Regions from separate parts of the Mus musculus genome. Here region 2 is linked to region 1. The links are chromatin contacts, called in public Hi-C maps. All regions are on one chromosome and are shown on one strand. The core of a region is the stretch at or near the end of the contact, and the rest is flanking DNA. Distances in the headings are between cores, read along the strand shown. Region 1 holds the start of Lix1 (limb and CNS expressed 1). Region 2 overlaps Lix1 (limb and CNS expressed 1).

Region 1 (4,256 bases), core at 1,063-3,562:
ATTTTTAAGATTAGAAATTGAGTCTCAAGTGATGGCTGCTTTTCCAGAGTATCCAGGTTTAAGTCCCAGCATCCACAGACACCAGGTACATATGTGATACAGATACATATGCAGGCAAAACACCAGTACACATAAAGTAAAACAAAATGTGTTAGACAATTATTACATTCAATTTTAATTTACAGGAAAAGCCCATTCACTGATCAGACTTCAGGCATCAATCATTTTCTGTTTCCTATTATGAGTATCACTCTTTTGAAAAAATTGAAAAATAACTTTGTTATTTGTCCTGGCTCTATAATGAGAACATTGTCTTGGTTTCTAATACTATGTTACTCTCAAAGCACTTACATAGGTACTATGTGTCTAATCTCTTGTGTAACAGAATTTTTTGTCATCCACCAGTCATCCAGATTATTTTTGAAACTAAGAACCTCTTTTCACAAAATAAAAAAAAATGAATTTAAAATTCTTGGATGCCGGGCACTTGGGAGGCAGAGGCAGGTGGATTTCTGAGTTCGAGGCCAGCCTGGTCTACAAAGTGAGTTCCAGGACAGCCAGGGCTACACAGAGAAACCCTGTCTCGAAAAACAAACAAACAAATAAATAAAATAAAATTCTTAGACTACAGACAGTAACTTTTTTCTGGCCTGAAGTTATTGCTCAATGATAGATAAATTGCCAAGCCTGTACAAGTCTCTGGGTTTGGTCTTCAGCAACACACACACACACAAACACACATGTGAGCATTCATGCCTGCTGCTCACAATTTGATGCAAGGCATATATAGCATACTTTGTGACCCAAAGTAAGTCTCTTCACATGAGGTTCAAGCATATATATGAACTATAAATAGATCTATGTATCATTTCATTTTGTCTATGTGACAATCCTGAATTTCTTCTCTGGGTGGCCTAAATTTCCTGTGGGTATTTGTCAAGGAATAATCATTATAATAGCATTTATTATCACTGCTACTTTTTCCTTCTCTGTTTTTTATTAAGCCCACCCTTCTACAACTAGCTGAAGAAATTGATCACATGAAAGACATTCTATTTATATAGTCTTTAAAGAATTAGTTTCACAATAATGGAATGTGAAGATTGGAAGGAACATGAGACAACAATCTGTGAGTTCTGTGTAAAAAAAAAAAAAAAACTTCAAATGAAGCAGCAAAGTCCTTCACAGCGCCTCAACAACAAGAGCATACAGCTAGTAAAGTTGGTTCGTTTGTTTCTGATATTACATATTCCTGAAGTGTGATATGTGATCACATGACATGTTTGTCTCTTGTCAAAGTGTTATTTTACACATGTGTACGGATCTGTAGAGATAGGAAAGAGTCTCATTTGCTGAGTTCTTTTAATAACTTTCTATTAAACTTTTCTTTTAAAGGTATTGCTTTTTGCTCTTAGTCGATAGAAATTCTTGTCACTGTTGTTGCTGCTGTTGTTTTTGGTGTTGCTGGTGGTGGTGGTGGGCTGGTGGTGTGGTGGTGGTAGTTGTAGTGTCTGTAGTCTATGCAGGTGTGTATGTAAGAGCATTCCAGAGAATGATAGTAGATAGCTTCTATCACTCTCCACCTTAGTTTTTGAAACAGCATCTTTCAGAGAATATGAAGCTACCCATTTTTGCCAAATTGACTGGTAGACATGTCCTGGGAGCCACCTGTCTCAGCTTCCGGACCCTAATGTTACCTGTACATGCAGCCATGTATATGCAACCATGTCCTGCTTTCACTTACATGCCAGGAATTTGAACTAAGTTCTCTTGCTTTCACAAGAGTCCTGACACCCTGAGCCATTTCTCCAGATCTCACCATTAAATTTTTAACAGAATAAATTATGAGAGAATGATATCAGGATTAATTAAAGTCAATCTTGGGAACGATTTGTCTTGGAGGGTAACAGAAAAAGAAATATGGTCAGGCAAAGTATAAAAGAGTTCACTAGGGATTGCTTGCTACTGCTCACCAGAAGTGACTGTCATTGCAGGGAGGATTCTGATTTCAGAAATAATGCATTATCTCACTCTAATCGTAATCTTTATAGTTCCTCTTTCCCAAAGGGGAATTTAGATTGTTGGTTGTAGTGGTTATTCAATGATGGCAGTCCCAAGCCTTCCCCTTGTAATTTAGGAACCTGCAGGACGATGCCTTCTTGAGTACCTATTCCGGGGGCAGCACATTTAAAGAAGGAAGGCTGAAAGAAATGCCCAAATGGGAAGGCAGCACAGCATCCAGGCAAAATCTGGTTGGAGAAGAAATCTGTTCTCATGATGACTGAGCTTCCCCAGCCTGCCTGTAGGTGGGTGTGTTTAACAGAACGAAGCCATGGGAACCAGCCTGTCAGCCAGCCTTTCAGGCTAATTAGCTCAGCATACAACAAAGATAAGTGAGCCTGAGAGGAGGGCCCTGAGGGTCTTTAGATTCTGGGAAATGTCTGATTGGCAGATGTTAAAAGGGATTCTTTAGTAATCCACTGCATCAATGAGCTGCACAAATTCAGTCCAGAGCTGCAAGAATTCAGGCATGAGGAGACTGTGCAGGAGGCTTGCACAGGCAGACTCGAGATGGACAGAACCTTGGAATCTCTGAGGCACATCATTGCCCAAGCCTTGCCTCACAGAGACCCGGCTTTGGTCTTCAAAGACTGTAAGTACTGAAGGAAAAAAAAAAAAAAAAACCTTTTTTCCCCCCCTGACTTTTTAGAAAATAGTCCTAAGTGTCTAGTCACATCTTGTTTAACTACGATTTCTGCTAGATCTTTGTAGTCGTGTTCTGTGGGCTAAGCAATATTTAAATTGTTCCCGACTTCAGCCAGGAGAAGGCTTTCCTTTTACCTACGCCCACAAGACTCTGGGCTGTTTTGCCAAGACAGTACTGTGTAGATGACTTTTTCTAAAGTCTAAAACCTGCCAAGTCTTAATGATCTTTTCCAGATGCTTTTTAAATAAAACAAAGCTGAGTGGAACTCAATGAAAACTAAAAATAACTTGGAAATGATAATTAAAAAATGCACTGCTCGTTGTTCATCTATTTAATCTTTCACACCATAACTAGACACATTAAATCAGGTATTGTTTTATCTAAAAGTATTGTAGCAAACAAAATTTAATTTTAACCACTGAGCTCCTAAATTTTAATAGCAAATTATAATGCCAATAAAATGTGATGCCTTCTAACTTCAGCCTCATTCCCGACATCCCCACCCCCACCCCCACATGGCATGGCAAAGTTATTTTTAAATCTTTTTCTAAAATGATTATGAAAAATAATTCAGCCAATCTTTACAATTCCAGCAATACTATTAAACCATTTGTCATATAAGTTCGCTTCTGGAACCAATTTGATTTCTCGCTGCTGCAAAACAGACTATCTTCATAGTGTATCTTATCTACAGTGGGTGTCAGATTACAAAGGGCTTCTGGAATAGAATTGCTCTTTGGATCTGCCCAAAAGGTGAAAATGCATATGGAATGTTTTTAGCCTGCAATACGTTACAGCTTCCTTTCTTGTGACTCTAGTGATGTGTGTCTCCATCAAAGTATCAGTGGTTTGGATTCTGCTTTCTGATTAGTGAATAATGCCCCTTTCCAGATGTCCCTGAAGCTTGTATTTCTCATATGTGTGATGAAAAAAAAGCAGAGAGAGAAAGAGAGAGAGAGAGACAGAGAGAGAAAGAAATGTCTGGCCTCTTTATTCTATAAAACTTCCCTCTTAGAAATTAAATTGTAACCAATCTGTCCTCTAAGGCATAAAATGAAAGCTACTTTCTTTCTCAGTTTAAAAAAAAAAATGTTGCCTTCAAGCATTTGTCAATAGCTATGTTAGAAATAATAAAAGTCACTCCATCTTCAAGCTTAGCCTGGCGTCTATTCTGGCTTGCTATGTTTCTCCCAGTGAAAGAGAAGGAAAGAATGTCTTTCTCCTTCAATGCATTCAAATCTTAGTGAAGGGTGAAAGGCTTTGGCATGTCCAAAGCTTTGGATAAATTGTAAGAACTTAGACCTAGAATTTGGAGAGCAGAAGAAATAAAAGGAAATGGAAAGAAAAGTTCAAATATGACGTTGTATGGTCCAGTTCTTAAGCTGAACTAATTTCTTCCAATTGCATACAGTTTAGAAGAGAAACTATGAGTTGTTAAAGGGACAATGTCTGTCACCAAAATTTTTGCAAGAACGCTATTTATTTTTTGCTGTTGTTTTCTTCTGAGACCCTTGTAAGCCACACAGAATGTTTTTTTTCCCATATGGAA
Region 2 (4,333 bases), core at 217-2,716, 42 kb after region 1:
AGGGATGCAAAGAAATTACATCACAATTATGTAATAGGGGAGAGACACAAAGAAAAATGTGTAATAATCAAGGCATGAAGGTAGGAGACAGCAGGGAATGACCAGCAAACAATTATACTCAAATATGGTCGGGGCCTGCAGCCTGGCTTGAAAGTGGTAGGCCAAAATTCCCAAAGACGCAGCATTTAAGCATCACTGAAGGACAACCTGACTCAAATCTTATGGCCCTTTATATTTCTGGCCAAGTTTATAGCACAAAATAAAACCATATATGCAGAAACTCTCTGATCTAAGTATTCTAACCCTTGGGAGATATCTAAAGTTTGAAAGATTTGCTGCCTCATGCTCTACCAAAAGCCTTCTTGCTTATATGTGGGTGTGTTAGATCTCTTGTGTTGGATGAGAGTTTCTGCATATCAACTAATCAATTTCAGATTCAACCCTACTATTATGTTACTAAGAAGGACATCACACACAGAGAATAATTAACTAGTTCAAAGGCTTATACAGTTAAGAGCTGAACACCAACAGTCTGAGTCCAGAACCCATATAAATGGATACGTGGAAATGCAGTGTTGGAATTGTGAGATGCTGACTTCTTTAACACTCCCTCTCCTTCCTTCTCAAGTGCTGCTTAAGTAGAGCTGAGGCCAGGCGGGATGCTGCTAAAGTGGCGCTCATCAACTCTCTCTTCAATGAGCTACCCTCCCGAAGGATCACCAAGGAGTTCATCATGGAGAGTGTTCAGGAAGCAGTAGCCTCCACCAGGGTGAGTACCGAGGGGGCGGGGGAAGGGCAAGAAAGATGTGGCCTCTGTGATAACATGGGGACATTTGAATCTTGGGAAATACTAAAGTAAGCAAATTTCTCATTTCAACAATGTGGAGGTTAGATTTTGTCCAGTGACTTACTAACATTTAGCAAAATAAACCTTAGGTTGAAACTCATGAAGGTGGAGCTAGCTGCTCATTGTGCATTTTGCCAATACTCTTGACAAGCCAGGATCAAAAACGATCAAGATTCGGGGTGAGGAATGTCACATGATTACACTGATTCCAATGGTCCAAGAATGTAGGCAATGGAAGAAAGATTTATAATCGAATGACAAACCAGTTCTAATTTTCCCCAAATTGAACTAATCATGCTAATTATGTGAAGTCCCTACTGTAAATGCTAATTTCCCAGCTAGCATGCAGGTTTGCAATTTATAGTACTAAAATACTGTGGGCTGCTTAGACAGCTCTATGTGTTAGAATAATCATGGTTCCTAGGTGTTCACCTTCTCCGGTAAGTGTTGAAAGTTTCTGTGACAGGTACAATTAAATGCTTTGAGAGAAAAAAAAAATGACATAACAAAATGGGTCTTAGAAATTTAAATAGGGAACTCTCTCAGCCATCTATGGCTGGATATTTACGTGTTCAGTAAATGGTGGAGAGTTCCTGCCCACTATCTCCACTTGTAAGCCACAGAGGAAACCTGAGCCCCACCTACAGCAGATGTTTTTCTGTGTGTGCTCAAGGGCAGGAGCTTGAACTATAGAAGAACAAACTTTGTCACCTTTCTCATTCTCCCTTTATCTCCTCTTCTCCACTCACCCCTACCCCTCACCCTTCCACCCCCTCCTCTCTCAGACAGGGTCTTACAACTTAGTCCTGGCTGTCCTCGAACTCACTATGTAGACTAGTCTGGCCTGGACCTCACAGGAATCTGCCTGCTACTGCCTCCTGAGGGCTGGAATTAAAGGCCATTGTGTGACCACATCCCCCACTCCCTTTTGTTGCCTTGAATTGACAGACTCTGTTTTTACAGGGCAGCTGCTGCCCTGCCAAAGGAGATGATCAGACTATTAGGGACTCTTTCCCCTTATGAAGTGCTCTTATCACTTAGAGGAGAGATGGGCCTGCAGGACAGTAGGGCTGGTAGGCTGGCTGGGAGAAAGTGGAGAGTTCTGCACTCTATCTGGTCTGAAGAGAAAAGGAAGCCTTTATTTTCTGACCCTGTAAATTTCAAGTGCCTTTGAGGAAGAGAAGTTAGGAAAATGATGCCTGATTTATATACACGTGGAATTTACTTAGGAACAGGAAAGGGCTCTCAATGTAAATGCAATTTGTCATTTTTCATGGAAATTTCTAAAGAGCAAGAATATATATGGCTTGCAGACCTCTGGATGGATTTCCCCTAGGATTTCTAAAAGGCCAACATAAATATTTCAGAAGCACTGTGTTAATGTTATTGCATGCAAAGCTATACATTTACTGCTGTCTGACGCTGACAGTTGTTTGTTCAGTCTCAGAACCTTGCTATCGCCCACCATCCTGGGACTCGAAGGCCATGGGGTAGAGGGAGACCTCAGAAGGAGGTCTGAATGCCATTTCAGAGAGCTTGTGTTTGCTGCTTGGTGCCGTTCCCTACAAGAAAGCTGAAAACGAACTTCATTTCTACCTGTCGCCTACCTTGATTCTTAAATATTAAGTGGTCTGAGTATAAAAAATATAAACCAACAGACGCCCAACAGTAGCGTATTATGAAAAGTTTCCTTTAAGAGACATGCGGGAAGAAAGGAAGGGGCCATACAACTGCACTTAAGTTCTATTGTAGAGTCTTGCCTGATTATCCTTGAAATCAGGGTAAGGTCAATGTTTCAAGGTTTCAGTAACTCCCAGTGACAACCATACAGAGCAGACACAAAAGCATCAAATTATATAGCAAATATACAGGAATTCCTACTTTGGAATCATTGTCCTATCAGCAGCTACACAAAGTGCTACCATTTTAAGCAAAAGCCACATTCAAGCTGACTCTGAAACACTCTTTACTGGAGTCATGTGAGACTCCAAGAGCAACTGCAAATCAACCTCTTTAGGGCAATAATAGGATTAGGTCCTGGTCCTTTAAAGAAGGGAAGAAATTATCAGTGATCGTTTCTTTGTTTTCTTTCCTTCCCAAGGGCACGTTAGATGATGCGGATGACCCAAGCACAAGTGTGGGAGCCTATCACTACATGCTGGAGTCAAACATGGGGAAGACTATGCTGGAGTTTCAGGTGCCTGACTCGCTGCCACTTATTTGTTTGATGCTCTAATCTGGAAACTTGGGAGATGTGCAACTCTTTTCATCTTATTTCTTTACTTTTACTAAGTGTGTCTCTGTGTGTCTCTACGCGCGCGTGTGTACATAAATTGAGGTTCTTGTGGAGGGTAGAGCATCAGATCTCTCTGGAGCTGGAGTTAAAGGACACATACGTAGCTACTGAGTCATTTCTCCAGCCCCAAGACATGCAACTCTTATCACTAGCCCTTCTTTTCCAACGGTCTGCTTGTAAATAATTCGCTCTTTTAGAATCCAGCATGGTAACTTCTATTTAACCACATTCAATAAGCCAAATCAAATAACAATCATGGTACACTGCTCTTGGGAGGCTCCCTGCCCCCAAACTTCAAGACGTCTGTCTTAAAACAAAAAGGGAGAACAATAAAGAGCCTATTATTTTTCAAAACAAAACATCCCAAAACATAGAAGAGAATACCAGGAGAAAGGGGAATGGCACCTGAGAAAAGACACACTCATTTAAAACCATGCAGAACTACATGGAGAGCCTGCCACTTTATATTTCTTAGAAACAGGTGAGTGATGACTGTTTTGCAACTCAGTAGCAGTTCACCAGATCTTCAGGACTAAGACAAAATCAAGTAGTTAAAAATACTGCTTATGACCATTTCTTCCTTAATTTTTTAGAAGTCACGGATTCTATGGAGGTACCTTCTAAAGTACTACTTCAGTTGTGATGTTTCTATTGAAAAACATGTGCCTCTCCCTCCTATGAGGGAGACCAAAATTAGCACCATGCCATCCACATCTGACAAGCAGTAACAGCTGAGGAACTCTGCTACTTACCACACACAATCCTCAATTTATGATTTCTCACTTTTATGATGGCATGAAAACAATTCCACTCCTTGTCTCTTCAGTAGATCGCTCAATAAATCACAGAAGATATTTAATATTTTATTATAAACTTTTGCCTAACTGCAAGCCAATGCAAATATTTTGAGCGTGTTGAAGGTATTCTATGCAAAGCTCTGAGATTCACTGGGTTAGTTGTACCATATACATTTTGGGCTTACTGATGTTTAATTACAATTGGCTGTATTGGTAATATGAAAAACTACATTAATAATGGTATCAATATCTGATTCTTATTTATATGTTGGGATCATAATATTGAGTATTGACAATTATTGCTGTAATGTAACCCTTATAACAGCTATATGAAACAGTTATTACCCATAGGTTATTTTCCAAGGGAGATTATCTTTACTTGAAAGATAGCTG

The links. Hi-C and Micro-C count contacts between places; a contact is called where the count stands out from the background.
Region 2: a Hi-C map of embryonic stem cells shows a contact between it and region 1, with 1.6 times the contacts expected there. The contact joins the enhancer-like site here to the promoter of Lix1 in region 1. A contact is called at or near these places in 9 of 39 promoter capture datasets (3T3-L1-derived adipocytes, the HPC-7 cell line, HPC-7-derived erythroid cells and 6 more), 1 of 15 datasets of contacts at CTCF or cohesin (the NIH/3T3 cell line), 42 of 484 Hi-C or Micro-C datasets (3T3-L1-derived adipocytes, 8-cell embryo, the C2C12 cell line and 26 more), 10 of 115 datasets of contacts at active chromatin or transcription factors (astrocytes, bone marrow-derived dendritic cells, embryonic stem cells and 3 more) and 3 of 9 other capture datasets (adipose tissue, embryonic stem cells and liver).

The regions. Positions count from the first base shown.
Region 1 is chr17:17,400,374-17,404,629 of GRCm38.p6, forward strand. It overlaps Lix1 (limb and CNS expressed 1), which reads left to right and starts at 2,313. Exons shown (of 6, transcript NM_025681.2): 1 at 2,313-2,653. The coding sequence starts at 2,572.
Region 2 is chr17:17,443,020-17,447,352 of GRCm38.p6, forward strand. It overlaps Lix1 (limb and CNS expressed 1), which reads left to right. Exons shown (of 6, transcript NM_025681.2): 3 at 629-769; 4 at 2,949-3,044. Among named protein-coding and RNA genes, the nearest start is that of Lix1, 42 kb to the left of the region's middle. Within about 2 kb of position 1,467, at least 17 of the 459 cell types and tissues checked have an H3K27ac peak or open chromatin away from gene starts, as enhancers often do. A contact at or near this core is called in CD8 T cells, embryonic stem cells and memory CD8 T cells, where this site is marked.